2 separate regions of the Mus musculus genome follow, and region 1 is linked to region 2. Evidence: chromatin contacts called from public Hi-C data. All regions are on one chromosome and are shown on one strand. Each heading gives the region's core, a stretch centred on a gene start, on an enhancer-like site or on the middle of the called end of the contact. The rest is flanking DNA. Distances are from core to core; before and after follow the strand shown.

Region 1 (4,322 bases), core at 1,650-4,149, 110 kb before region 2:
ACTATACTAGATCTATATCTTTCATCCTGCACAAAACTCAAGTCCAAGTAGATCAAAGACCTCAACATAAAACCAGAAACACTAAATTTGATAGAAGACAAACTGGGAAATACCTTTGAATGTACTAACACAGGAGACAACTTTCTGAATAGAACACCAACAGCTTAGGCACTAAGTTCAACAATTAACAAATGGAATTTTACATAACTGGAAAGCTTTTGTAAGGTGAAGGACACCTTCAAAAAGACAAAATGCCAACATACACAGTGGGAAAAGATTTTTTACCAATGCTACATCTGACTGCACGGTGATATCCAAAATAGATAAAGAACTCAAGAAACTAGACATCAAACCAAATAGCCCAATTAAAAAATGGAGTACAGCTCTAAACAGAGAATTCTCAACAGAGAAATCTCTAATGACAGAGAAGCACTTAAACAAGTGTTCTACATCCTCCGTCAGCAGGGAAATGCAAATCAAAATGACTCTGAAATTCCATCTTACAGCAGTCAGAATGGCCAAAACCAAAACCTCAAGTGATCATACATGCTGGCGAGGATGTCGTGTGTAGGTAAATTGTTTATATGCACTATGTGTAAATGTGTTTCTGTCCTTCCTTACCTGACTAAGGCACCTTCTGATTGTTTTAAGCTCATGGCCTACAGCAAAATGCAGAATAGACAATGGGTCATCTGGCAGCGAGAGAACATAGGTACTCAGGGAAAGAGTCAGGCAATATAAGACTTTTGCCCCTGAGAAGTCAGATGAATGTAACTGAGGAAAAGTAACCAGCCATGTGGCAGAATTTAGATTAGTATGAATGGGATACTTGAGTTAAGAGCTAGTTGGGAACAAGTTTAAGGCCAAAGGCATTGTAAATAAATATAAGCCTCTGTGTTATTATTCTAGAACTGGGGCAGTGGAGCAAGGGAACACTCCATTGCTGGTTGGATTGCAAACTTTTAAAACCACTTTGGAAATCAGTTTGGCAGTTTCTCAGAAAATTGGGACTAATTCTACCTCAACCAGTTATACCATTCCTGGGCATATACCAAAAGGTGCTCCACCATAACACAAGGGTACTTGCTCAACTATGCTCATAGTAGCTTTATTCATAATAACCAGAAACTGGAAACAACCTAGACGTCCCTCAGCCAAAGAATGGATAAAGGAAATTGGGTCATTTACACAATGCAATATCACTCAGGTACACAATGGCATTTTGCTCAGCTATTAAAAATACTGGCATCATGAAACTTGCAGGCAAATGGATGGAACTAGGAAAGATCATCAGAAGTGGGGTAACCCAGTCTCAGAAAGACAAATATAGAATGTACTCGCCTATAAGTGGTTCTTAGCCATAAAGTACAGGATTGCCATGCTACAACATAACCAAAAAAGCTAAGTAATAAGGAAGACCCAATAGAGGTTGCTTGAATCTCACTGAAAAGGGGAAATAGAATAGACATCAGGGGTGGATGAAAGGAGCAGGAGGGATAAGTAGGGGGAGGTTGGAGAGAGAGAGAGTATGGGGAGAGAGAAGGGGACATCTCTGGGATGAGCTAGAAACACAGACCAATGGAAATCCCCAGGAATCTTTGTGGGTGACCATAGCTAAGACTCCTAGCCATCTTTTGCAACCAGAAAAGACTTTCAGTGGAGGTACTGGGATGCCATCCCGGCCACAAAACCTTAGAGCCAAAATTTGTCTTACCTACAAGATATACAGGGGTAAAGATGGAACAGAAATTGAGGGAATGACCAGTTGATGACTGTTGGCCAAGCTGTACTTGCAGACAGGAACCTAGCATAACTCTCATTGACAGGCTTCACCCAGCAACTGATGGAAACAGATGCAGAGACCCACTGCCAAACATTAGTCAGAGCTTGAGGAATTCAAAGAAAGAGGGGGAGGAAGGATTGAAGGAGCCAGAGAAGTCAAGAACAACACAAGAAAACCTACAGAATCAACTAACCTTGGCCCATATGGCCAAGTTGACTGAATTGCCAGAGAGCATGCATGGGACGGACCTAGGCCCTCAGTACAGAGGTAACAATTGTGCAGCTCAGTCTTCATGTGGGTGTCCTGACAACAGAGGAAGGGGCTGTCTCTGAAACCTGTTGACCATCCTTGGATCCCTTTCCCTTAACTGGGCTGTTTTGTGAAGCTTCCGCAAGAGAAGATGGGCCTAGTTTAGCCACAAATTGCTATGCCAAGGAGGGTTGATATCTGTAGAAAATCCAGTGATGGGCCAAATGGATAGGATATCCCTTTTCTGAAGAGAAAGAGAGGATGGGACAATGGGGGTGGAGAGGGAGGAGATGAGAGGGGGAGATTGGGAGGAGAGGTGAGAGGGGAAGATGTGATCAGGATATAAAGTAACTAAAAAACAAAACAAAACAAAACAAGAAAATTACACTACTTTCTTATATTTTCTCAGGTCATGATGGATTAAAACTAGAAGTGAAAGGGCAGGCCAGGTTGGTCAGTGTTAAGAGCACTTGACCTTGCAGAGGACCCAGCACCCAAATGGCAGCTGACAACTGTCTGTAACTCCAGTTCCAGGGGAACTGATGCCCTCTTCTGACTTCTAGGTCACCAGGCATGCACATGGTATACAGATATGTATATAGGCAAAGCACTCATGAACATAAAATAAAGGAGTCAAATCCAAAGTGTAGCGATAACTTTTCTTCACAATGGGTGACTCTGCATTTTCAATGGTTAATTCTGCACTGGCAGAGAGCTGAGTGCTGGCAGGGTTTTGGTGCTATCAGTTCTCTGGCCTGACACTGGATTTTTCTGTTTTGTAAATATTTGTCCTTCCTCACATGCCCAGGGCAACCTAGAATTGTATCAGAGATTGTCTCACTAGTGATGGGCTGTAATAAACATCTGATGTCCAATAACTGGGCAGGAAGGAGGAGGGTGGAACTTCTGGACAGAGAGAATGAAGGGAAAGAATGCAGCAATGGGAGAGTCAGAGAAGGGACACCAAAGGGAACAGATGGGGAGCAAAGAAAGATGTAGATCTAGTCATGTGGTAGGTCATAGGCAAGATCGTCAGGATAAGCTGGATGAGGTAGCTGGAGACTGCCCCAGTTGAAGGGCTGAGCTTTAAGCTATTTTAAAAGCACCCGTGTCATTATACCACTGGCAGGTCTGCAGGAAGACCTGCTATAAAAAAAACAAATAATGAAAAACTAGAAGCCAATAACAAGAGAAGCTACAAAACATATGGAGACTGGCTAATATGCTCTTTTACAAACAGTGAGCCATTTAGATAATTAAAATGTGCCCAGAACAGGTTCCAATGAAAGTACAACCCGTTAGAAACCCCACTGGCACAGCTAAGGCTGATCTAAGAGGGCAGCTTATAGCTATAAGTGACTGTGCTCACAAAGTACCAGAGAGATCTCAAGTAAATAACCTGACTGTATTGGTTAACTTCTCTACTGCTTTGATAAAATACCACGACCAAAAAGTACTTTAGAGGAAAGAAAGGCTTATTTGGCTCATGGTGCACAATCAACCATTGAACAAAGTCAGGTTAGGAACTCAAGGCAGAAAGCAAGAGACAGGACCGTGGAGGGAAGCTGCTTGCCAGCTAATTCCTTGGCTCACTCATTCTTCCTTTATGGTGCATCCACAGGCTTATACTTAGCTAGTTTTCTTATTTTGTTTTGTTTTAATTATAGGTATGTATGTGTTTCTGTGTTTATATTTGTAAAGAGGTATGCGAGTACCCCGAGAGGCCACAGGAAGTGTCCAGATGCTCTGGAGTTGGAGTTATAGGCATTGTAAGCCACTGACATGGGTGCTGGGGACTGAACTTGGGTCCTCTGCAAGAATAGTAAATGCTCTTAATCACTGCCCATATCTTCGGACCCTTTGCTAAATTTTCTTACAGTCTAGGAGCCCCTGCCTATACAATGGTGCCACCCATGGTAACCTTGGTTTTTTTAAAGCAGTTAAAATGTTCAAGACAACTCATTACAGTTATGTGCATAGACCAGCTTCATTGAAAGCAATTATTCAATTGATATTCTTTTTCTGATGATCCTAGGCTGCGTCAAGTTGATAGTCAATGCTAACTCAGTCATATATAACTCATGACTTCATAAAAACAAGAACCAGCCGTACCCTAAAGCATCAGGTAAAAAAATAATAACAATAAAGATTATGTACTTACATATTTACACAATATGATGTACACACTTAATAAAAGTCCACAGAATTGATCAAACAAAAAGTTAAATCCATTGAAAGGATAAACAAGATTGACAAATCACTAGCCAAACAGACCAAAAAGAATTCTCAA
Region 2 (4,300 bases), core at 591-3,090:
ACGGATCACTGCTGGTGCGAAGGCTTGTGGGCAAAAGCAGTTCCCAATGGCCCTTAGCCCTGGGCAGTACCGCTTCCCTATCGCCCTCAGGGGCTGTTCTGTGGGTCTTACAGCCCTTCTTGAGCACAGCTATACTTAGCTGCAGACACTCTACAGGGGCCCAGCCTCCAGAAATAGGATTTGAGTTGCGGGGCAGGGCTTGTCTGCCCCAGCACGAGTCCTACTTATCATCAGTTCTGAAGCTGAGAAATCAAATCCATGTTTGAGTAATAATATCCAAGTAAATATACAACAGTTCAAAGCCAACACAAGGTTGCTGGTTTCAGAACTCCTGCCCCTGCGCTAGCGCTTAAGTCTCCGTTGTAGCGCTGGGAGTGAGGCAAAGGCAGAGAGCACTTCCCATTTTACAGATAGAATCTGGGCCTCAGAAAACAGGCCACCCGTACAAGTGTCACCGCTGAGACTGCTAATAATCGGTCCCAGACTTTTCTCCTCTTCCCTGTACTGTTCCATCCTATCCTGTTTGATCAACTCTTCAGTCCTTAGATTTGAAAACCAAGGGTTCCCCTGACCCTCCCCCCTCCTCCACACACATACGCACAATGTCAGGCTTGTGGTTTAGGAACCAACAATTTTGACAAAGACACAGTTAAGATTCTCTGCAACAATGACCAGGACAAGTTTAAATAAAAGTACGAATTCTCATTTGAAGCTTTAGAGGAAGACATGGAGCGGCTTTGTTTGTTAAAACTCAGGTGGCATGAGTCGAATGGGCTTTCAAAGTACTTGTACCAACTAATCTTTCAGATGTTTCTAGTGGGGAGCAGAGCCTGATCTGGCTGTACTTACACGTGTGGGCCAGCTGTGGGCCTTTTTTCCTTACCCCGTGTTACTGATATTGTGGCCTCAATAGCGCTGTGGTGCAAATACTTACAGCCAATCTTATATTTTTATTTATTTATTTATTTTTAACCACTGTAGAAACAGTTGTTAAGCATTTCCCAGGCACCCAAGCTAGCAACTAATTGAGCCTGGCACCAACTGGTACCCAAATGTTCTCTGTCATGTGTACAGGCTCATCTTCAGGATTGGTTTTGGCCTCTAACCACAAAGTCATACCTGAGTGCCATTCTTTAAGTGGGAAATTCTTTCCATCTGCCTTTGCAAAATCATGCTGATGGGTTTCCACTAATAATAGTCCTCTGTGTGCATGTGGAGCTTGCAAAGAGTCTGCATGGCCCTCATCACTTTCAAGTTTCATGTGATCCATGGGGCAGATGCCTTCTCTCCTTGGTAGAAAGAAAAGGGTCTGACAGGGAATGTGACTGCTCCCACAGTCAGAGGCCTTGCAAGTGGCAGGTGGACCTTGAGCCATCTTCAGCTTCCGCGTTCTGTGCACCTGCCTCTCACCAGCTGCTTCCTTCACCTCAGACACTTGCTAGATCACTCACTTGCTCGCAATGCCTGAAGGTTAGGCTGCTGTCGGCAGCATGGAAGCGTCTAGCAGCCATTTGGGGTTAACACCAGTCTTGGACTTTGACAGGAAGGAATAGACTCTCTAGCTTGGGGGTGTAAATATAAGCCACCCATTTCGCTATTCTGCCGAGAAGAAAGGTGTCCACTTTTGTTCCCTGTTGGTGCTTGGTTTTCTGTGATTCCGTTTAAACGCTGTTATGGGGACCTTGTGTTTTTAGGTCCTTCTCTCAGTAAGAACTTGGAGCCTCTCAAATGACCCAGCATAAATGGTCCGCTTCCCTTCTTGCACAACCCCCACCCAGCCTTGTTACTGCCCAGCGCTGTATTGATTGGAAAGCATTTCACAATGCGTTTTCAAAACATGCTGAAGGTCGAGACTGAGTGACTCATAGGCCGTCACATTTCTTTCTGCTTTAGTCCCTCTGGACTTTATCGGTTAGGTTGGCTAATGGAAGTCCCTAAAGAAACTGTTAACTGCCCAACCTTGGCCAGTAGGATGCAGGATTAGTAGGTGGCTTCACAAAATAATTCCTAATCACGTCTGTGGCGATGGACCTGTGGAAATCTCTTTGGTTTTTGAATGCCAAGTCTCTAGAAGAATAAGAAGTCAGGAGAGGGTTCCCGAGCTCATTTTGCCAGCTCTGGCTCCCAGAGCATCAGAGAGCCGACAACGTCAGGTGAGCGAGTCAGCTGATACCCGAGGCTCTCCTGCTGCTCTGGGTGATCTATGCCACTCCATTCGTCTGGGGAACTTGGGGCCATGACCCTGATCCAGGCCTTCAGAGCTGGCTGCCAGAGGCTAAAGGATGTTGTCCTGGGCAGTGAAGAATGCCTGGGAGCATAGTAGTAACGGATAGTTCCGGGTAGCAGTGAGGGTTCTGGGCTAACACACAGCCTTATCTCCACTACCTGAGGTTTTTGACCAGTGGCTCGGCCAGTTAGCATCTTGATTTTCTACCACCTGGTAAAGGAAGGTCTTCCTGACACTTTATTTCCCAGGCTGGCTTTGAAGAGCAAATGATAGAATGTATGCAGAGTATCATCAGGAAGAGCCTGCAGCATGACTCCTTATGGACTACTAGAACACTTGGCTTTGAATTATTAATTAATTAATTAATTTTTATTTTTCATAGTTTCCTAACTTTTTAAATTAGATATCTTCTTTATTTACATTTCAAATGTTATCCCCTTTCCTGGTTTCCCCTCTGAAAACCCACTACCCCTTCCCTCCTCCCCTGCTCATGAACCTACCCACTCACTCTTCCTGGCCCTAGCATTCCCCTACACAGGGACTTAGAGCCTTCACAGAACCAAGGGCCTCTTCTCCCCTTGATGACCGACTAGGCCATTCTCTGCTACATATGCAGTTGGAGCTATGAGTTCCACCATGTGTTTTCTTTGGTTTTGTCCTTGGGAGCTATGGCAGTACTGGTTGGTTCCTATTGTTGTTCCTCCTATGGGGCTACAAACCCCTTCAGCTCCTTGGGTCCTTTCTCTAGCTCCTTCATTGGGGACCCTGTGCTCAGTCCAATGGATGGTTATAAGCATCCACTTCTGTATTTGTTAGGCATTGGCAGAGTGTCAGCAAGTACTTATTGGCATCCACAATAGTTTCTGTGTTTGGTTATTGTATATGGGATAGAACCCCAGGTGGGGTAGTCTCTGGATGGTCATTCAGCTTTGGAATTCTTTACATGCAAGCTTTTTGAACCCCTAAAAAATACTGTTCTAAAAAAATAATCTGTCATAAAAATTAAAGCTTCCAAGTGAGTCATCTAGAATAGCCTTGAGGTTGAAAATGTGCTTAGTGACCCTCCCCCACACTCCAGGATTTTACTCTTTCAGTATTGTGAAGGCCCTTTCCCTTTAGCAGTCACAGAAATAGTATCCCAAAGCTAGGGCAGTAATAATGCTGTCTGCAGGTCTATCTCACCAGCCTAGCTCTCCTCAGTCACTCCTCTCTGCATCCCTTCCAGCCCCAAGCTGCTAACCCCCTCCTTCTGGACTGGAGAACAACCAATATAAAAACAGTGAATGCCATCATGTTCAAGTACATCCCCAGTGAGGAATGGCCATAAAGTCTTCCTGCCTCACTGTGACTGTTCCCCATGCCACCCCCAGTCTGTCTCTTCATCTGAGACCTTGTCAATTACAGCTCCCACCCCTTGATTTTAGAAATGAACAACCTAAAGTTCTGAGTAATAAAGTGGCCTTCCCAGGTCCACGCAGCTCACTTATGGCAGAATCAGGATCTGGGTACCAGGATCTTTTCCTGCTTCAATGAACCAGACACCCAGAGGACCCAGAGAACCCAGAGAACCCAGGGGACCCAGAGGACTCAGAGGACTCAGAGGAATGATGAATAAAATAGATTGTTGTGGCGTGTGTCGGACATCTGGTTTCCAAGGAGAGTTTATATTAAGTAGCAGCGAGGCCTCAAAAGCTATGGTAGCTAGCGTGAATGAACTTATGTAATCAACATTTATCAGGAACATGTGTCATCAAACATCTGCCAGATCTGAGTGTTGGCACCAAACCTGCTTTCATTGTCAAAGAAAAGAAGGGAGAAAGAAACTTGACTAAATAAAGCCGGCAGACATTTTTACTAGAAAATCCAGAGGTATTTTCTTAAGGAATAGAAGCACACCTGCAACATCTTAAAAATCAATTTCAATGTGATTGGGTGACTCTAGCAGTCATAGATTTAAAACACACACACACACACACACACACACACACACACACACACACACACACACACATGAATTGATGTCTAAAGTCAGCATCACCAGGTTCCTGTCCTTTTGGTCCGTTTGGTAACAGA

What was found. Hi-C and Micro-C count contacts between places; a contact is called where the count stands out from the background.
Region 1: a Hi-C map of liver shows a contact between it and region 2, with 2.2 times the contacts expected there. The contact joins two enhancer-like sites. A contact is called at or near these places in 2 of 15 datasets of contacts at CTCF or cohesin (the NIH/3T3 cell line and pro-B cells), 4 of 484 Hi-C or Micro-C datasets (the BV-2 cell line, bone marrow-derived dendritic cells, liver and 1 more) and 2 of 115 datasets of contacts at active chromatin or transcription factors (bone marrow-derived macrophages and pancreatic cancer cells).

Annotation. Positions count from the first base shown.
Region 1 is chr16:24,304,113-24,308,434 of GRCm38.p6, reverse strand. No RefSeq gene overlaps it. Among named protein-coding and RNA genes, the nearest start is that of Gm38456, 10 kb to the right of the region's middle. Within about 2 kb of position 2,899, at least 4 of the 459 cell types and tissues checked have an H3K27ac peak or open chromatin away from gene starts, as enhancers often do. A contact at or near this core is called in liver, where this site is marked.
Region 2 is chr16:24,197,486-24,201,785 of GRCm38.p6, reverse strand. The region is part of intron 1 of Gm31814 (a long non-coding RNA gene); the gene reads left to right. Among named protein-coding and RNA genes, the nearest start is that of Gm32126, 40 kb to the right of the region's middle. Within about 2 kb of position 1,840, at least 76 of the 459 cell types and tissues checked have an H3K27ac peak or open chromatin away from gene starts, as enhancers often do. A contact at or near this core is called in liver, where this site is marked.